Regions from separate parts of the Macaca mulatta genome. Here regions 1 and 3 are each linked to region 2. Evidence: chromatin contacts called from public Hi-C data. All regions are on one chromosome and are shown on one strand. Each heading gives the region's core, a stretch centred on a gene start, on an enhancer-like site or on the middle of the called end of the contact. The rest is flanking DNA. Distances are from core to core; before and after follow the strand shown.

Region 1 (3,951 bases), core at 6-2,505, 140 kb before region 2:
AACGGCTCCACTACACAAATTTGCTAAAACCGTTCGCTGGGCACTAATATGGAATCGCTTAAAAAGAAACATGCCACTTTCGGCTAGGGGACAGCATGCTCGTCATTCAGTGTCCTACTGGTTTCTTAACACGCATATAATTAATATTGGTACTCAGGAAAGAGAACTTCTTCTGACCTTGAGCGTGGGCGCTAAATAAATTACCTCAGAACGAAAGTGGTGCGATCTCAAAACAGCATCTGGGGAGAAAAGAGAAATGAGACTTCATTTAACTCCTTGTTCTTCACGTAAGTGATTCATGACTTACCTGAGAGACCAGGGTCGGGAAAGCATATCTCAGACGACTGGAATTCGGTGGGACATCCTGGGGGAGGGAGGAGGAGTCCTGGGGCCATCGGTCTCTAGGTGATTTCTCCGCGAGAAGTTTGCATGAAAGTTCTGGGGGAGTTGGGGAGTCCCGAACTTTCCATGCCTTACTTTCTTACCCCTACGCTCCAGCGAAGGACGGGTGAAGGCAAGGCTGCCGCAGCCCCGGACTACGCTCAAATTACCCTTAACGCTTTAGCAAACTGACTGAAAATTTGAGTTCGTTTCTCCCCTCCCTGCCCTCTGCATCGCCGTGGTTATTCAAACCTGGGAGACTGGAGGGCGGAGGTGAGGGCAAAAAGGGCAAGGGGCGTTAAATAAAGAAACGTACTCAGCCTGGGGAGTGGGCAATGATGGGGCTAGGGGCAGCCGAGGAGAACTGAGGGAGCCGCGCTTCACTCTCCAAATCGGCTTAAATGTTCCTGGTAGCCGCAGAAACCCGTCGCGGCGTGTCTTACCTCGGCTTCTCGAACGACCCGAGAAGACCGATTTCATCGGATGCCTCCCTTTCTGGAGCTTGCGGTGCCAGCAGCAGAAGAAGACGATGGTGGCGATGGTGCCCAGCAGAAGCAACAAGAGGAAGAGGGCACATTGGATGCTGTAGGGTCTCAGCAAGACGAGGAAAGCCGCGGCGATCATGGTGCGGGCGACGCGGGGGCGACTCGACGGCGGGGCTGGAGGGCGGCGGCACAGGCACCCGCGCGGGGCGCACGCCGGGACGGCGGGCACGGGTGAGCGCGGCTCAGCGCGTCATGCCCGGCGCTCGCGGCCCCGCGCCCAGCCCAATGGCTGCGCACCCCGCGCCAGCCGCGCTACGCGAGTGATCCAGGGCTGCGGGGAGCGCTTGCCATGACTCAGCAGACAGCGACTAGGCTGCGACTCGGCGACTGGGATCCTCTCCCCTCCCTCCCCAGGCGCCCCCGCCCCCGTCCGTGCGCAGCCCCCGGGCGCAGCCCCGCCGGGGACGCGGCGAGTGGGGAGGAGCAGCGCCGCCGCCGCGACCGCCCGGGCTCCGCGCATCGTCCTGCGGCCGCAGCCGACCTCAGCATCCCAGAAGCCGGGCGCACGTGGGTCGGGGCGGGGACGCGGCGCCCGGGCTGCAGCCGCGGCAGCCTGCTGGGGGCGGGAATGGGGCGCCGCGGCGGGGGCTCGGCTGATGACATCACAGCCGGGCTGCGGCAGCGCGGGCGCGCGGACATGGCTGCGGCGGTTTCGGCGGCGGCCGCGGGCTGCGCCCGGGCCTGAGAGCCCAGCGCCCTCCCGCGGGGCCGCCCGCCAGTCCGCGCCGTCCTCAGGTGCATTGACCGGGAGCCTCTAGCGTCCCGGACACCCGGCGCTTCCGCCTATCCAGCCTCCCTTGGCCAAATTGCTGCGGAGCCCATCGTCAGGGGGCGCCAAGGAGCCAGGGGGAAAACCGTGAGGCGCTGACAGGAGCCTCCCGGCGGTGCTACCCCTCACCTCCCACCTCCCTGCGCCCCGCCCCGAGGTTGGGGCTTTGAAGGATGCAGTCGGGTGAGCTATTGCTTGTGGGGGTTCCTCGCACGCTGAAGCGCGAGCGCTGGGAAGGGCCTTCCCTGGGAATTGGGATACTCCAGGAACGGGAGGCCCTCTCCTCTCCAAGCCTCTCTAAACTAGGAGCGCTCCGGGGGTAGTACGCTCTGGTCTGCAGAGGTGAACTCTTCCACCCCAAACTTGGTACTTATTTGGCAGCTAAGAATTAGGCACTTTCGATCTTCTTGTATCCCTGGGTTTGCCCTAAAAACCCTGACTCATTTAGTGCATTTGAAGGGCGAGGGGATTTCAGATTTAGGGACCTGACAGATGAAGTAAGTTGGGACTTGGCTTATAAATATTTGGGGGAGAAATTTTTTAGGGAGTGTGAGGCAATAGTGATCTCTCACACTTGCAGGCACACTGTCTCCCTTTTGTCCCCTCCCCACGTTTCTTCATAACCAGCAAAAAGTATATGGCAGTTGGTGGCCAGGGGATTTAACACTGATGCAATGCCAGCGCGGAAGGTATGGCAAGAGCGCTGCAGTGTGCCTTTCTGCGGACGGCCACGGCCAGCTGGCCAGGAAGCGACTGCTGCAGCAGTCAGTCTGCGGCATCTTGCGGCCTTGGCGGGCGGTGCTGTGCCGCGTTCTGCTGCCCCCAAGGCAATGCTGGCTTTCCCTGTGTGGGGCTGGATTGTTTGTTTCATTTACTCGCATAAGAAAACTTTAATTATAGTGAAAAGGTAACACTTGACTGCATTTGTGGAGTTTCTTATAACGACTATATTAGCCTCTTTTTTGGAATACCTAATAGACTGAAGAAATTGTATCATAAAAATTTATAAAATTTTGAAAAGCAGGTAAATAATTGGGAGGAATAAAAGTTTTATTTGCTTGTAGTGATCTCAAAATCATGTTGTTTTCCAACTATACAAAACCGTACAGCTCTGCGTAAAAGCTTAATCATTGATGTCCTTAAGGCCAGTAACACATTACCGTGTGTAAGTATTAAACCTAAAAAGGCATTGCTTAATGCAGTCTCTTAGTGCCAGATTCATAAACATGGAAAACAACAGATACGTTTTGTTTACAGCTGGTTTCCTAAAACAAAATAAACATTCGAATTGTTGACATGTTGCATCTCATTCATTCAGTTGTTTTGGATTGAACTCAGAAGGGACCTTGCTTGGAGACACTGGGTAAGGTGGGAATTTTGAATGGCAGCATGTAGGCTGCACTGCATTCCAGGATAGGCTTCATGGGTCTCTAGCACTCAGAGGGGGTGACAGGTAGCACTACATCATGTACATATGGCTAAAGGTTTCCTGATACCGCAGCCCACTGCAGTGGGAAACTATATTCAACAATTATGCAGAGGTTGTTGAAGAAAATCCTGAGAGCTTGCAATGTGTGGCACATCAGGAAAGGAAGAATTCTCCACCGCATTGACTCAACAATGGCATGGTGGAGTAATTTTAAACAACAAAACTGAACTAATCGTGTGCAGACATTGGGGGAAATAACTAACAGAATTTTGGAAGGTCATCTTTATGCTTCTCATTGACTGAAATTTGTAAGTGAGCTGAAATAGCCTACATATACTTGAACAGAAACATGTCAAAGACACAGACACAGCATAGTATTCAAATTGCCCCAAACGCTATATTTTTTAACAACAAAAAGCAACTAAATCGCTATTATGGTTTTCTGAACTATTCCTTTAGCACAATTGTTATCATCCTGCGTCTTGCTGCAGCCATTTATAAGTTTCAAGTGCACACAAGAACATCATTTATCTCTCTTGGCAGGCAAATGCTTAACTGCCATGCAATAGGATTACAGATACTTCTTTTTAGATGCATTCATTTCTGTTCTTTCCATCAGTTGTCTTAAAGATGCTAATAATAAACAAACCAAATCCTTGAAATAATTTAATATTTAGTTCCATTGTTATTTTCTGATTTGTTTGTTGCTAATTTATCATTTTTTCCAAATAATAGCATACATATTATTAATTGCTTCTTTCTGTGTGTTTATGTGGTGCCTAACGCATTGTGGAATTCAATAAATACTAAATCAGCCAAGCAGTGCT
Region 2 (3,554 bases), core at 352-2,851:
TTAGAGGAAACTCTCACCAGCCCACTAGGAAGATCTTTTAAATAAAAGTTTTGCCTACACATTAACGTTTTAAAAATATTTAATTTACATACAGCTTTTGAAGAACTCCCCATCCAGGTCTGTCATTCTCAATTGGCCTCCACGAGTCTCAAGCTTACTAGGTAGAAAGTAACTAAAGTCATAAAGCACTTGGTGGAAATGCAGGAAATGTCAAATAGTAAACAATAATTACTACAGGCTTAGGCAATCAGATGGTAGTTTTGCATACAAACAAAAACAGGAATCTAAGATGCTAAATAATTTTTTTTTTTTTTTTTTTTTTTTTTTTTTTTTTTGAGACTGTGTCTCGCTCTGTCACCCAGGCTGCAGTACAGTGACATGAATTCGGCTCCCTGCAGCCTGGATCTCAATCTCCCAGCCTCAAGCGATCCTCCTACCTAAACCTAATGAGTAGCTCGAGGACCACTACGCCTAGCTAATTTTTGTATTTTTTGTAGAGACGAGGTTCCCCCATGTTGCTCAGACTGGTCTCGAACTCTTGGGTTTAAGTAAACCGCCCGCCTCGGCCTCCCAGAATGTGAGGACCCGCCTGGCCTAAAATAATGTTATCACTTAATTCTTTTCATAAACTTTATTGACAAAGATTGGTGTGTTTTTTAAAAAAGCCTTTTAAAATTTTTGGTAAAGTATTACCTGAGAAAAGATTAAATGCATAGTTGAATATAAAAAGATCTATTTTATAGAGTTGTTTATGAGTGTGAACACACAAAAGGTTAAATGGTCAACCTTACAGCAGTCGATAAAATAGATCTCTCACATTCTCTGAGTATATCTGAGAATATTGAAAAAGTGCATTTCAAAATCACTGGCTAGGGTTTAGTGACAGCTAGGTAGACCTCGGTTCCCTTTCCTATTGGGCCCTGGACTTCCCATCCCTATTTTCTTCCTCAGCTGTATTAATACTGGCAGGGCCTGGGAGACTGACGCTAGGGAAGAGGTGTGTAATGTAAGGACACTTCAGATTCTTTCCTGACCTTAGAATTCAGCTAAACCTCCACATAGACCCTCTGCTCAAAAATGAGTAAATACATAAATTTAAAAATGAATAAAAGAGAAATCCGTTCCCACCACCCACCTTCAGGACTAAAACAGAAAAATCAATGAGCTGCGCTTCACAACCATACCAAAACCAAACAAATACCAACTCAAACCCTCCCTCACATCCTCCCACATCTTCCCAGCGCTTCGCTATCTCACAGGACCCAACTGACCCCTGGCTTCGCCCCATTGCAGCTGGCGTCTCCTAGGCGCAACGCACGCCCCTAACCTCGGGGTTCTTTTCCTCTCCTTTCCACCCCGGCGAGGAGCTGTCTCAGGGTCGACCCGAACTACAATACCCAGCATCCTGTGCGGCGCGGGGAAGGAAGCCCGAGAATGAGAGAAAGCGGTTCCGAGGGGATAGCGGGCCAGTAAGGGCCGCTCCTCTTTTGAAGCGGTTTTGCGTCTCTTTCCGCCGGTGGCGTCGGCGCTCACGCAGGGGCGGGTCCCGGTAGCGCGAGGCGGTGCAGGGCGGGAAGGGGAGTCGTGGCGGCTGCGGCGGCGGCGGCAGGGACAGCAGGAGCAGTGGTGCTGTCAGCACGGCCGTCGGAGACATGGGAGACCCGGGGTCGGAGGTGAGTAGTCGAGTGAGGGCCCTGGCGTTCTCAGAGGCGAACCGCGAAGGGTTTGTGTTTTCTGCGGTCTGAGGCCTGGTGCTCCATCGCAGCCTCTGGGCGAGACCTCTTCAGTGTCTTGGGCAGAGCCCAGCTCTGAGGCCTGGTGCGTGTCTGAGCGAGGAACCCGCAGCAACAATGGCCGCCCGTCCCCCCGCACGGGGCCCGGCGTTCGTTGTGGCCCCCGCTGGGCCAGTGGGAGCGACGTTTTAAGGCAGGATTGCCCTTCGGTGTTGAGCTTGCGTTCCTTCTTCTGGAGTAGATAAGGGGAATTCCAGAGTCCTCCTTCTGGAGTAGATAAGGGGAATTCTGAGAGGCTGGTACTGCGTTTTCAGCGTTGAGTCCCTGCAGCTCCGCACATGTTGTGGCAAGAGCCGACTGCTCGAGTTCTGTTCCTGGTCGGGTTTGCGTGAAATTGTGCTCAGTTCGTTTTCCTCAAGAGCTCTTTGTTTTTAATTGTTCCTTTCGGAAACGCTCTCTTCCTACAAGAATGTGGCTGAACAGATAAGCATGTTTTGGCTTGTTTTTATAGATAATAGAATCTGTCCCTCCAGCTGGCCCTGAGGCATCTGAGTCAACAACGGATGAAAATGAAGACGACATTCAGTTTGTCAGTGTAAGTAGCAACTGATGATTGGGTTTTTCCCAGAGTAAAAGACTATGGTGGGCCCTTATGTAATTTTACCTCACCTGGTCATTTAATGTTTATGAGTGTCTAATACATGCTAGACACTGTGGAGCATGGCACAGGATTGGGATCTTTACCAAAAGAGCTGTCTGAGCCACCCCCGTAGCCATCACAAAGAGCATGGCCTAAAGAACGTGCTGTACACTTAATCTCACCCCCTACCTTTCATTTAGACTTAAGATAAAACGCTGATCTCTAAGACGCTGTTTTGAAATGGAGCAAGAGTAACTTCTAAAGGCGACACAGAGGAAGGAGCAGCTAATGATGAGCAAGGTCGTAGAAAACAGGAAGGGTTGCGAGAGCCCAGAATCTTAGCGTTATGGTGCTTCTAACATGAAGGCAAATAGCTTGAAGATTTCGCTAACCTCTGAGATCATCATGTTACAGCATAGTACGGTTGATGCTCATAATGAAGAATCCTGCATCACTGGGAACATGCTCTATTTTTCTGAGTTTCTTCCCTTTGGGACAGTAGTTTTCAAGCCTTAGTAAGTATAGACAGGCAGATTCCTGGGCCCCGCTGCAGACCTACCGAATCAGAATTTCAAGGTGGGGCCTAGGAATTCTCATTTTCAGACAAGTGCAGGGACATGTGGATTTCTGAGCACACTTTGTACAGCATTGGTTTCCAAAGCAGAAGGGGGTGTTTTATGATGTATTTTGGGATGATTTTCATCCATAGTTATTGGAGTTTTAGAAAGGCTTTGTGTAAAGTGGTATCTCAGCTACTAGGCAGAAAATAGTTCTGTCCCAAACTCCTCTTTTGGAATGCCGTAGTTAGTTGCAGTTTGGTATTCAAGCTGTAGAATATTTTGTTGAGTGTCTGATGTGCATTTGTGGTGGATGCTGGGAAACCCTGTAAAACTGGTTATTAAACAGTTTGTTCCCCAGCATTAGGGCCGTTTTGGTAATTCATTTTTGTATGGTATTTTAATAGATTTGTTTAGGAGTCCTTCACAAGATTGTTTTATTGAATTTCTTTCCCTTTACCAGTGTATATTGTGCTCTCTCCTTTTCATTTTGAATTTCTACGGATTTGGAGTAGAGGATGGGGTTGAATTGTGTTCTGCCCTTTCCTTCACCATGGGCTGAAGTATGTTTAGTAACAGGATTCCATGGCTCTTGAGGACAGATATCTCAGGTTCTTCCTGAAT
Region 3 (3,465 bases), core at 705-3,204, 210 kb after region 2:
GCATTAACCTTTTTGATGTTATACTTTTGGTAGACCTTTTCGGTAGTTTGATGAGTGCAAAATACTTTTGTGAATTTTTTACATGCGTAATTTTGTATTTTTATCGTCAAGTCTTTATATCTTTTTTCTTTGTAATTTATAATATTTAACTTTGTTTGAAACCCAGAGATAAGATATTCATGTAAATATTCTTATGATCTGTGCTGCTGGTTTTTCAGGCAATTTATATGCTTTCAGGTGTCTTCTTCAGACCAGGTGAAGTATTTGTATTATGTATTTGATACAGAGAGGAAGAAATGAGGTGAAGCTCTGCTGTCATACTACTGGAATTAGTATAGTGAGATCGTTAGCACAGTGGGGCCTGGAGAGTTTCTCTGGGTTTGAACATGGCTCTGACATTATGTGTCCTTTTGACTTCATTTAACTTCTCTGTTCTTCAGTTTCCGTATCTAGAAAATAGGTTTAATATAATAACTTTTGGGAGACCGAGGCGGGCGAATCACGAGGTCAGGAGTTCGAGACCAGCTTGCCAACATGGTGAAACCCCGTCTTTACTAAAAATACAAAAATTAGCTGGGATTACAGATCCCAGCTACTCGGGAGGCTGAGGCAGGAGAATTGCTTGAACCCGGGAGGCAGAGGTTGTAGTGAGCCGAGATCGCTCCACTGCACTCCAGGGTGGGCCACAGAACAAGACTCTGTCTCGGGTAGTGGTGGTGTGTCGGGGCGGGGGGGCGGGGGGGAATAGCCTATCTTAAATGGTTGTGAGAATAAAATGAGTTGATATGTAAACCACTTAGAACAGGTCCTGGTATAAAGTCAGTGCCAGCCACAGTTTAGTCCAGGCTGGGTAGATGCTCTGAAGCTTGAGACTGTTTCAATGTACTTTGCATTTCTAAGAACATGAACATTTCAAAACATTCAGTTGATCGCCTAACGACTACCTATACCGGAGCCTCATTCCAGCACATTTGTAAGCAAGGCACGCCTCCTAGAGGCCACGAGTGAAGTTAATTTCTAGTTCTCGAAAATCTTACAGACAGAACTGGTGTGGTGGCTCTGACGGTGGCACCGCTTGTGAGTCTGCAGTAAGACATCTGGAAAGCAAGCGGCACGTCCGCGTTATCTACAGTGCTTCCACTTCTTCCACCCTATCTTCCCTCCGAGGCTGGGTTCTTCTAATTCCTGTAGACTGCAGAGCGATTTCTGCGAATGTTCATTCTTTCATTCATTCTAGTTCATTCCACAGATAATTCAGCCGCGCGCTTACTCTGTGCGAGGCATTGCCGGGGAGCGGGGAGGGAACTGAACGTGGAACCTGCCAGTAGGATCTTGCCGCCCAATCCGAAATTCAAACTATGTATTGTATGTAGCTAATGATGATCTTGTAACTTGTTTCCTCATCTGCCAAATGGGGGTAATACGACCGTATAGGACCTTAAACGTCGCTGAAAGATTAAACGAGGGGAAAAAAGAGCCCTTAATAGTGAGCTAGGTGCAAAAAGGATCCTAATGCTTTTTTTCCTCATTCCTCCCCAGATTGAAAGTGATGAGTGCCAGCTCTGCGGGTTAAAGCGCCATATTCTCCTCAATATACGGAATATTTGTTAGTGTCCCCAAACGAACTTACATTGGTTCAATTTTCGGCGTATGGGAGTTTTCTCCACTAGCATTCAGCACCCCAGTTTCAACCGTTAAAAGCTACCTACTCCACGTACGGGAAATGCATCTTAAAATTTGGAAAAAAGAAATCCCCAAAACATTGACATCCAAACATTTTAAAGCTGCCAAAGTCCGTGAAACGCCTTGAGCTCCCAGACGCGCTTCACTGAGCATGCCCAGAGCCCCAGGCACAACCCCCTCCAAGCGGCCGAGGGGAGGTGGGGGAGGGCGGGCCTTCCGTGCTAATCGCTTCCGCTTCCGGTTTCATATGAACTCTCCCGCCACCCGGGAGCGGTAGCTGTCAGCGTTTGTGTTTCCCCGAGTTTGAATTCTTGCAGGTAAGGGAAACTCCCGCGAATTTAGGACAGAGAGCAATTCTGTTGTTGAGGCTTGCAAGTCGACAGAAAGGAGAGACGGATCACTTTGCAGGCAGCAGGAGCAGAAGGACAAACTTGGCGGGTTGAGAGTAGTGGGTATTGGTTGATTGGTTGGGGCAGACACTCAGGTACCAGGGAGGAGTTGGGGGCAGATAGGTTTGCTAGTGGAGTGGGCAGAGGTGTTGGGGATGGAACTTTTATAAGGCACTTGTGGATGTTCCCGAAAAGGAGTTCCGAAAGACAGTTGTTCTGTTTCCCAGAGTCATAACAGAGAAAGTGAGTAACTGGACCCAGTCCATCAAGTGAGACCCTCATTTAGCCAGAACCTACAGCACTCTCCTCTAAGTTCAGGATTGCAGACCACGTAAAACCTTATATTAACTCTTGGGATCGTAAAGATCCAGGAGCAGTGACACACAGGCCTGTAATGAGCAGGCAACATCACCTGACTTTCATGTTGCTGAAAATTAGGATCACCACCTGCGTCTGCTCTAGCGCCTCTCCCACCCCCATTACAAAATTATTATAGGTGTATTGTAGAAAATCTGGAAAAGAGAGAAGGACATCACCCAGGAATTGCCACTGCTAACATTTTGTGCATGCCTTCAAGTCCATTTTTTTTTTTCTGTTTGTGTAATTATTTTTTCGTGTTTTCTTTTTCCAACTTTATTTTCCATAATTTTATGCTTTTTATATGCTTCCTTCTAAGGTGACCAAGATGGAGTTTTCCAAAAAAAAGTGGAGGATGCCGAGATTGGCAGGTGACCAGAGGAATGCTTCCTACCCTCATTGCCTTCAGTTTTACTTGCAGCCACCGTCTGAAAACATATCTTTAATAGAATTTGAAAACTTGGCTATTGATAGAGTTAAATGTAAGTACTATTTAAATTAGAATGTATATATTCTTGAGAAACTTACTTACCCTTTGTGAGAATGAATGAAGGTAATTTATTTCCTTCATTCAGCAATCCATTCAACAAATATTTATTGAGATAATTCATTTCCTTCATTCAGCAATCCATTCAAGAAATATTTGTTGAGGGTTTGGTACTCATTCATTTATTTATTGTACAGTGCATATTATTGAGTGCCATTATGTTCTAGGTGGCAGGGATTTTGATATGAATAATGTTATTTTTTGTTGAAGTTGTATTCTAGTACATGGAGACAGACATCCAAAATAATAGTCATAATTCAGTATTTTAACTGCTCTAGAAGTAAATGGTGGTGCTGTTGAAACAAAGAAGTGGGAGTGACTGACTTAGTCTGATTAAATAAGCTTCTTAGAGAAGTTGAAATGTGATCTGGACCTTGAAGAATGGGTAGAAATTTTCCAGCAGAGAAGAAGTGAAGAGTTTTTCCAAGCTGACATAATGGCCTATACAAAGGCTTGGAGCATGAAAGAGAATTTCATATTTGAGGTAAC

The links. A called contact is a pair of places that touch in the nucleus more often than the background predicts.
Region 1: a contact with region 2 is called in a Hi-C map of cortical neurons, with 4 times the contacts expected there. The contact joins the promoter of DST here to the promoter of ZNF451 in region 2. A contact is called at or near these places in 2 of 14 Hi-C or Micro-C datasets (cortical neurons and fetal cortex germinal zone).
Region 3: a contact with region 2 is called in a Hi-C map of liver, with 5 times the contacts expected there. The contact joins the promoter of PRIM2 here to the promoter of ZNF451 in region 2. A contact is called at or near these places in 2 of 14 Hi-C or Micro-C datasets (fetal cortex germinal zone and liver).

The regions. Positions count from the first base shown.
Region 1 is chr4:125,341,863-125,345,813 of T2T-MMU8v2.0, reverse strand. It overlaps DST (dystonin), which reads right to left and starts at 1,255. Exons shown (of 103, transcript XM_077999802.1): 1 at 825-1,255; 2 at 205-239. The coding sequence starts at 1,005. It overlaps BEND6 (BEN domain containing 6), which reads left to right and starts at 1,600. Exons shown (of 7, transcript NM_001257859.2): 1 at 1,600-1,878. It also overlaps a transcript of BAG2 not described here.
Region 2 is chr4:125,202,772-125,206,325 of T2T-MMU8v2.0, reverse strand. ZNF451 (zinc finger protein 451) reads left to right here and starts at 1,601. Exons shown (of 15, transcript NM_001257777.1): 1 at 1,601-1,673; 2 at 2,245-2,328. The coding sequence starts at 1,653. It also overlaps a transcript of BAG2 not described here.
Region 3 is chr4:124,990,854-124,994,318 of T2T-MMU8v2.0, reverse strand. PRIM2 (DNA primase subunit 2) reads left to right here and starts at 1,954. Exons shown (of 14, transcript NM_001266600.1): 1 at 1,954-2,000; 2 at 2,749-2,911. The coding sequence starts at 2,758.